Regions from separate parts of the Anser cygnoides genome. Here region 1 is linked to region 2. The links are chromatin contacts, called in public Hi-C maps. All regions are on one chromosome and are shown on one strand. The core of a region is the stretch at or near the end of the contact, and the rest is flanking DNA. Distances in the headings are between cores, read along the strand shown. Region 1 holds the start of HES4 (hes family bHLH transcription factor 4). Region 2 overlaps PLEKHN1 (pleckstrin homology domain containing N1).

What was found. A called contact is a pair of places that touch in the nucleus more often than the background predicts.
Region 1: a Hi-C map of liver shows a contact between it and region 2, with 2.1 times the contacts expected there. The contact joins the promoter of HES4 here to the enhancer-like site in region 2. A contact is called at or near these places in 2 of 7 Hi-C or Micro-C datasets (both in liver).

What each region holds. Positions count from the first base shown.
Region 1 is chr23:5,134,979-5,139,141 of Taihu_goose_T2T_genome, forward strand. HES4 (hes family bHLH transcription factor 4) reads right to left here and starts at 2,241. Exons shown (of 6, transcript XM_048067760.2): 1 at 2,056-2,241; 2 at 1,802-1,897; 3 at 1,612-1,699; 4 at 1,013-1,464; 5 at 942-1,010; 6 at 855-940. The coding sequence starts at 2,166. The coding sequence ends at 872.
Region 2 is chr23:5,049,857-5,054,241 of Taihu_goose_T2T_genome, forward strand. PLEKHN1 (pleckstrin homology domain containing N1) reads left to right here. Exons shown (of 15, transcript XM_048067341.2): 5 at 67-154; 6 at 2,936-3,060; 7 at 3,806-3,973; 8 at 4,269-4,349. Among named protein-coding and RNA genes, the nearest start is that of PLEKHN1, 9.4 kb to the left of the region's middle. Within about 2 kb of position 1,890, at least 1 of the 3 cell types and tissues checked has open chromatin away from gene starts, as enhancers often do. A contact at or near this core is called in liver, where this site is marked.

The DNA of each region.
Region 1 (4,163 bases), core at 991-3,490, 85 kb after region 2:
GGGTTCCCAACTTCCCAAAGAGCCCGCTGCATACTCGATGAGACCCTTTATACCTTCTAATTACCCTCCTCACAATGGGGACAGACTCTCCTGCCTCTTTTGTGGGCGAGATAGTAACTTTTGCGCACCCCCCCCCCCCCCCCAATCCCTAAAAAGAGGTAACAGGAGCGAAGCCCTAAAAGCAGCAGCAAATCCTAAAAGCAGAGTTATTTCAGTAAGCGGTATTGGGGTCGTGCATTGCTCAGGTTCCAGGGGCAAATTTTTAGGAATTGTTTTTTTTTTTGAGCGGGAACAGGGCACTGCAAAGATCTCAGTGCTATTTCAGCAGGGCCAGACCCCCACCCCCCCTTGCCTCCCCTCTATCTGTTGCAGGAATCCCTTCCAGCAGCCTTACTTAAGGCCATAAAGTTTGCCCCTACTTTTTTCCCCCCCCCTCCTGAGGATTAGCTTTGTCCCTGCTAAATGAAAAGAAGAAAAAAAATCTATTTCAAAGAGTTTATTTAAACACCTGCATTTTTTTTTTTGGAAGTCTCCAACACAGGCACGCAACACACACACAGACAAACGGGATACAAACAACTTTGGCATTATACTTTTTGAATATTTGTTACAAAACTATTTCTCATTTATTTCTTTTTCTTAAAAAAAGTATCTCAAATAAAGGCATTTCAAAGGAGTAAAAATACAAGTTGAGATCCCAACCTCTGAAAATAATAAATAGCACGTTCATATCGAGGTCCTTTTTTTTTTTCCTTTTAAATCCTCCATTCTGCGTTTTTTTTTTTAAAAAAAAAAAAAGAAAAACCCGACCATAACAGGGCTCCTTACAACGGAGCCAAGCAGAGTTTCGTGCCTTTTTGCTCTGGGCAAGTCACCAAGGCCTCCAGACGGATTCACTGCGCTCTGCGACGGGGCTCCCCGCCTGGGACGCCGGCACAATGCTGCCCCCAAATGATGTCAAGCCCTGCACCGGGGACGCCGACGGGGTGGCGGATGCGTTCCCCGATCCTCCTCCTCCTCCTGCAGACACGGGGACGTTGGCGTTGGCGTAGAGGGGGATCACCGGTCCGGAGCCGGGCGGGAAGGCTGGGTTGGGGATGAGGAAGGCGAATTGGCCATCGGTGGCCGGGACGAGCTGGAAACCCCCATAAACCTTGGGGGACAAGGCTTCGGCGGGGTTCATCTTGCAGGGCACGGGCACGGCTCCGGCAGCGGGCGGCAGCTGGACGTGCAGCGGCTGTGCCAGATGCGCCGGCTGCCCGGCGGGCGGCGGAGGAGGAGGCGGCGGCGGGTAGTTCATGGCCACGATCTGCCCCAAGCAAGCCGAGAGGTGGCCGAGCAGGCGGGTGCGGACGTCGGCGTTGACCCCCTCGCAGGTGGAGAGGAACCTGGTCACCTCGTTCATGCACTCGTTGAAACCAGCCCGGTATTTGCCCAGCACCGTGGGGTCGGCGCTGAGGGCGGCTGCAAAGCGAAGGGCGGCGGGTGAGCGGCTGCGGGGTGGCGTGCGAGCGGCCACCCAGCCCCCCCCAAAAAAAACCCTGAAAAGGGATTTTTTTTTATTTTTTTCTTAAAGAGGATGATGAGAGGGATGCCGGGTTTCGTCCTTACCCGTCATCTGCGCCCGCTGCAGGTTCCGCAGGTGCTTCACCGTCATCTCCAGGATGTCCGCCTTCTCCAGCTTGGAGTGCCGCGAGCTCTGCGGGACGACAGCGGCCGTCAGCCTCCCCCCCACCTTCTTCCTCACCCCCCAGACCCCCCTCCGTTTCGCCTTCCCACCCCCAAAAACACCCCAACTCACGTCTTTTTTCAGCGCGTCCAGGATGAGCGTCTTCAGCTGCCCCAGGCTCTCGTTGATGCGCGCCCGGCGCCGCTTCTCCATGATGGGCTTGGAGGACTGCGGGGAGAGCCTCGGTTGGTCGCCGATCGCTTCCACACCCCCCCCCAAATTAATTTTTGATTTAATCTCCCCCCTCCCCATGCACCGACCTCAGCACGGCCGCCGGCTCGCCGCCATCCACCTCCGCCGCGCGCCGGCCGGGCCCCGCCATTTACCTTGCGGTGCTCGCTGGCGCTCCGGGGCTTGTCCGGCGTGTGGCTGGCGGTGGCCGGCGCCCCGGCGATGGGCGAGGCGGTGGGCTTCTCCGGGCCCGCGTCTGCGGGCATGGCGCTGCGAGCGGCGGCGGCGGCACCGCGGAGCTCCGGCGGCGGCAGCGGGGCCGGGAGTGGCGGCGGCCGGCTCCCCCCCTGCCTTTTATACCCGCCGCCCGCTCCCCATTCGTGGGAAACCGCCGCCGCGGCCGTTCCCACAGCGCCGCCGGCCAATGGCAGCGCGGATCGCCCCCCCCCCCCTCCCCGCCGCCCCGCAGCCCGCGCCGCGATTGGCGGGCCGGGGCGTCACGCGCGCGGGCGCGCGCGCGCGGCCCGCCCCCTCGCTCGCGCGCCCCGCGCCTCGCCCCGCCCGTCGGCGGGAGGCCGCCCGGCGCGCGCGGGGCCACGCGGGGACGGCGGCGGCGGGCGGCGGGCGGCCAATCGGCGGAGGGCGGGCGGCGGCGCCGGCGCCGATTGGCTGGCGGGGAGCCCGGCCGTCAATCAAGCGGGCGGCGCTCGGCCCCGCCCTCGGCCGCCCGGCGCCGGGAGCACGTGCCGCCGCGCGCCCGGCGGCCCGCGGGGGGAGGCCGCGCCCACTGGGGCGCGCGCCGGGCGCCGTGCGGAGAGCGGCGGGAGGCGTGCGGCGTGCAAGGGGCGCCGCGGGAGGGGCAGCGAGCAGCGTGCAAGGGTAACGGGCACCGTGCAGTGGGTAACGGGCACCGTGCAAGGGTAACGAGCAACGTGCAATGGGTAACGGGCACCGTGCAAGGGTAACGAGCACCGTGCAATGGGTAATGAGCACCGTGCAAGGGTAATGAGCAACGTGCAATGGGTAATGAGCAATGTGCAAGGGTAACGGGCACCGTGCAAGGGTAAAGGGCACTGTGCAAGGGTAACGAGCACCGTGCAAGCGGTAACGGGCACCGTGCAAGGGTAACGAGCACCGTGCAATGGGTAATGGGCACCGTGCAAGGGTAACGAGCACCGTGCAAGGGTAACGAGCACCATGCAAGGGGTAACGGGCAACGTGCAATGGGTAATGAGCACCGTGCAAGGGTAACGAGCACCGTGCAAGGGTAACGAGCAACGTGCAATGGGTAATGGGCACCGTGCAAGGGTAACGAGCACCGTGCAAGGGTAACGGGCACCGTGCAATGGGTAACGGGTACCGTGCAGTGGGTAACGAGCACCGTGCAAGGGTAACGAGCACCGTGCAAGGGGTAACGGGCACCGTGCAAGGGTAACGAGCACCGTGCAATGGGTAACAAGCAATGTGCAAGGGTAACGGGCACCGTGCAAGGGTAAAGGGCACCGTGCAAGGGTAACGAGCACCGTGCGATGGGTAACGGGCACCGTGCAAGGGTAACGAGCACCGTGCAAGGGTAACGGGCACCGTGCAAGGGTAACGGGCACCGTGCAAGGGTAACGGGCACCGTGCAAGGGTAACGAGCTATGTGCAAGAGTAACGAGCAACGTGCAATGGGTAACGAGCAATGTGCAAGGGTAACGGGCACCGTGCAAGGGTAAAGGGCACCGTGCAAGGGTAACGAGCACCGTGCAATGGGTAAGGGGCACCGTGCAAGGGTAACGAGCACCGTGCAAGGGTAACGAGCACCATGCAATGGGTAACGGGCACCGTGCAAGGGTAACGAGCAACGTGCAATGGGTAATGGGCACCGTGCAAGGGTAACGAGCAACGTGCAAGGGTAATGGGCACCATGCAAGGGGTAATGGGCACCATGCAAGGGGTAACGGGCACCGTGCAAGGGTAACGAGCACCGTGCAATGGGTAATGGGCACCGTGCAAGGGGTAACGGGCACCGTTCAAGGGTAACGAGCAACGTGCAATGGGTAATGGACACCGTGCAAGGGGTAACGGGCACCGTGCAAGGGTAACGAGCACCGTGCAAGGGGTAACAGGCAACGTGCAAGGGTAACAAGCACCGTGCAAGGGTAACGAGCACCGTGCAAGGGTAACGAGCACTGTGCAATGGGTAATGAGCACCGTGCAATCGGTAACAGGCATTGTGCACTGTGCAATAGGTAAAGAGCACCATGGAAGGGATAACGAG
Region 2 (4,385 bases), core at 640-3,139:
GTCCCCCACGATACAGGGGTGCTCGTCGCCCGTCCCCCGAGATAACGGTGCATCCTTCTCGCGCAGGGACTGCTGCCTCTGAAAGAGCTGAACGTGTGTGAAATCGAGACTGGGAAGAGCCCGGGGCAGGAGGATCACGCCTTCCGCATCACAGGTCGGTGCCTCCGCGCTCGCTTCGGGAATGGGGAGCAAAGGGTGCGTTAGTCACATCTGCCTGCTCTTTGTCCCCCTCTGACCTAGTCCCAGAGGAAATCACACTGAGAGAGGAGACAGGGAGGTGATGCTCGTCCTCCCACCGTTTGCATCCTTCCCTCCGAGGCTCCGAAATCCCTGGCCACGGATGCCCAGGGCTGCAGGCAGGGAAGGGGCTGGGGGGGGAGCACAGGGGATGGGCCGATGGGGCACCTGGTGGTGGTTCCTGCAGGAGCTGTGCATGCTGATGTAGATTTGAATGCAAACTGCAGCAGTGCTGAGAGGTGAACGGCCCCACCAGTAACACCAGCTGGGTGCCATCGTAGCACAGCATCACTTCTTTGACTCTCCCCCAGCAGCACTCCTGCCTCCATGAGCCTTTTAGACTTTTCTCGGCGAGATCTTCCTTTATAAAACGTTTCCCGGGATCACAACCTGCTGCAGCATGGCCGGAGGCTTCTTTGGGCAAAGTCATTACAGAGCTGCAGCAGCCCCAAGCCCCCAAGAGGGGCAGTTACAGCTTGAAGTGCACAGAAATAAGCGGTTAACCCTGTAAAGACAGAGCCAAGGAAGCTCATTCGTGTCCTGTGCCCACTGCTAGAAAGCCGTGCAATGGCCACTGAAACAAAAAAAATAACCTATAAAAAGGAGCTGGGAAAAATGACCCACTAATTTTAAGGACTGCCGGGTTGTTGCATCATTGAGCTGCGTGGGGCAGGGCTCTCGAACCCTTTTTGGCAGCCGAAAAGACGAAGGAAATCTCCGCGCAGGGCTGGGCGGACGCGCTCTGATCGCGCTGAAACGCGGGCGAGCGCGGCTGGGTGGAAAATCGCCCCGAGCTGTGCTGGGTTTGGGTCCTGCTCAGGGGAAGAACAAACCGAGGCTCTTCTGGCAGAGGGAGGTGGTTAGGAAATAGTGACAAGGAGAGGCCGGGGAGGCAGCGGTGTTTAGGAAACCCGTGAGATCAGCGGAGCAGTTTTATTTCTCCGCTGGAGCGGGAGAAACCGAGGCGCAGCAGGAGCAGAGCCTGGTGTGTGGCCTCAGGGTGGGAGTCTTTTGTCTCATGACTTGGAGACAGAAGACACGAGCCCATCCTCTTGTGAAATCCTGCGGATTTTCCCCAGGAACTGTGCTTTCTGGGCAGCTCGGTGCCTTGGAAGGTGCCAGCACCGTCGCTGCTGATGCTGGCACCTTGGCTGCTCCAGGCTCTGGAGCATCCTGGTGCCCCTGCCCCAGCTGGGGGTGCTGCAGCAGCTTTTTGCTGGCTCCAGGCAGAGCTCTGGGTGGGAACGGGCTGCAGCCGCGCAGGGAAGTGGCTTCGTTGACCCCGACCTTCCCCTGGGAGCCTTCCCACGGAAAGGGGAAGCGCGGGGCAGACGAAGGGCGCACGAGGGCCGGCACAGGTTGCTCAGCCCCGCTGCGTCACGGCGCTGCCGCAGGCTGTGCTGCTGGAGTTCCTCTTCTCCTTTTTCCCCCCCTTAGCACCCCGTCGGATGTGGCGGCGAGGGGTGGCAGGGCACGCAGTGCCGTGCTGGAAAAGATTCCCGCTGCCTCTGCGATGGTCTGGGTGCTCCGAAAGGGCTCGGAGCTTCCCGAACATCTGGATAACGTTGTCACGTATGCACCCTCCCGGCTGCCCTGCACAGGGCAGGGAATCTCTTTATCTCCGCTGCAAGGGCAGGGAAATCAAGGCAGGGAAAGAGGCGAGAGCTCGGAGCCACGCGGGTCGATGGGCACACGGGTGCCCAGGGCTGCGTGCCACCGCAGTGCTGCGACGGGTCTGAGCACCGTGACTCACGGGCTGCCACTCAGCTGCCTCGGTTTCCCCACCTCTGTGTTTGTGTTAGTGCATTTCTGGACAGACGGAGGTGTCTCAGAGTCTTAATTAAGCGATAGTCGCAGATAATGCAGGAATTACGAGATGACAGGCGCTCCACAGGAGGGCAAAGTACCGTGTTTATGCCGTGCGCTCGTTATCTGAGTACCTCCAAGTCCCATGAATCCAGGCCTTATGAAGCATGCACCAAATATGGCTTTAATTGTGAGATCACGGGTAAATTATTAATCACAACGTCCATTCTGCAGCGTGCCAGAAATGATTATTAACGTCATTAGGTTGTCTCCGCAGTGAGTAGCAGGGGGTGTGTGAGACTGGGGCTTGTGCTACGAAGGGAACGATAGCCGGAGACGCTAAACCCAACGAGATGTAGGGCTGTTCCTCCCTCCCGGGCCACGTCTGAGAGCAGCTTCAGCTCGTCTGGCACAGGCCCTATCTGGCGAGGCAATAAACAGGCAGTATTGGGAAGCTGCTGCTGCTCCATGTGTTTGCAGCCGAAGCGAAACCAAGAGCACCACGATGGTTTGGCGAGGCGTCATGGATGCTTTCCGCAAGCCGACGGGGGCTTGCGGAGTTAAAAGCTGCCTGCTGTTCTCAGGCGTGACTTTTGGACTCTTGGACTTTTGCTCCTGACTTGGTTTTGGACAGAAAAAGGGCGGTCAGAGCTAGAGGTGACCGCAGGAGCTGAAGGTGCCGGCGAGGTTGCCTCCCGAGAGCTTCCCAGCAGCCCGTCCCATGCCAGGAAACGTGACGGAGATGGTGGCGGCGTGGGCTGGAGCTCGGTGGCCGGAGAGCAATGTCCCAGGCAGCCTGGGGTGCGATGTGCTGAGCCAGGACAGCCCCGGCCAGCTGATTGCCCTGTGATGCTCGTGCCCTTATCTGCTCGTCTCATCTCGTTTCTCCCAGGTCCTTTGCTGAATCCCCTTATCGTGTTCTGCCCGACTGAGTCAGAGCTCAAGCAGTGGCTTTACCACCTGGAGAAACAGATCCACCTGAACGGAGGGAGCCTGGGCCTGCCCTTCCTCTCTCAGGTGAGCGTCTTGGGCCGGTGAAGCTGTGTTAGAGGGGGACAACCCCTCCAGCCAGCCGCTCTCAGCATTTTCCAGCACCTTTTTCCGTCCTCCTTTGGGGCTCGGGGCTCCTCCAGCCTGCAGAGCGTGAGCAGAGGGCAGGGGGTGGAAAGGCAGCGGAGCTCTGGGTCCGCTTCCAAGCGCTCCCTGCTGTGCTCGCTGCTATTTCCAAATGCTGGGCGGAGACGTGGGGTTTAATCCGGGCCCGATCCCCTCTTCTCCAGGCTGGCTGCTTCCCTGCAGCAGCCAGGAGCCGCCCCTCCGGTTGGCGTGCAGGGGTCCGGCAGGGTGTGGGTGCCAAAAGGGAGCCCTGCCACCCAGGGGTGCCGCACCACGAGGTTTGGGGCTGCTTCGGAGAAATTCTCACCCAGCTGGCTGCTGGTGCAAATGTCCTGAGCTTGCAAAACATTTCGGAGGAGGAGGCTGGGAGCGGGGTCTAGCAAACAGGACCAGATTCAAGAGGCCTGCCTTCTCTTCCAAGCTTTAGGGGGTGTTCTCCTCCCCTCCTGCCTCTGTCTGCCCACGTGTGAAACGTGGATATTCCCCTCTGAATTCCCAAAACGTGCAGATGATGCTAGGCTGGAAAGCTGCCTCCTGCACAGGTTTATTTGATCTTTCCTGCCTCTGCCCCGCTTGAGAAGTGTCCTGCCGTGGGCCCTGTGCTGGCTTAGCGCTCAGGGGAGGACACAGCTTCCCTGCTCCTCAGCCCTGCTCCTGTCCCCAGGATGACTGGCAGCAGAGCTCCATGGGGAAGGAGGAGCTGCGGTGGTCCGTGCAGAACATGCCCGTCCAGGAGTGGAGAGGGACCCAGCGGGAATCCCTCGGCAACGTCCTCTGTGCTTCCAAAGTGAAGCTTCAGCACTTGCCTTTCCAGGTAGGACGCAGCCTCGGGTCGGCCAGGCCGATGGTGCAGAGCCCTGCCCAAGTGCTGCCAACCATCCAGGGGGTCCCCGAGGGCTCCTTTAACCCGCGCCCCTGTAAATGGGACAAGGTTTGTCACCGTTCCTCCAGCCCAGCTGCGGTGCCAGGGGACGGCACGTGTGCGCAACGAGCATTTGGAGGTCGGGGCTGGCAGCTGGAGCTGCAGGAGCCTCGCCGGGAGGCTGTGCCCCAGCAGCAGCTGGGCTCTGTCCCCGGGGCTGAGCCTTCCTCCTCTTTGCTTTTCCAAGGAACAGCACGACCGGCTGCTGGTGCTTTACCCTTCCACCCTGGTGATAGTGTCTGAAGAGCACAACACTTTCTACTTCAAGGTAAGTTCATTCGCAAGCCTCTTCTCCCTCCCTCCC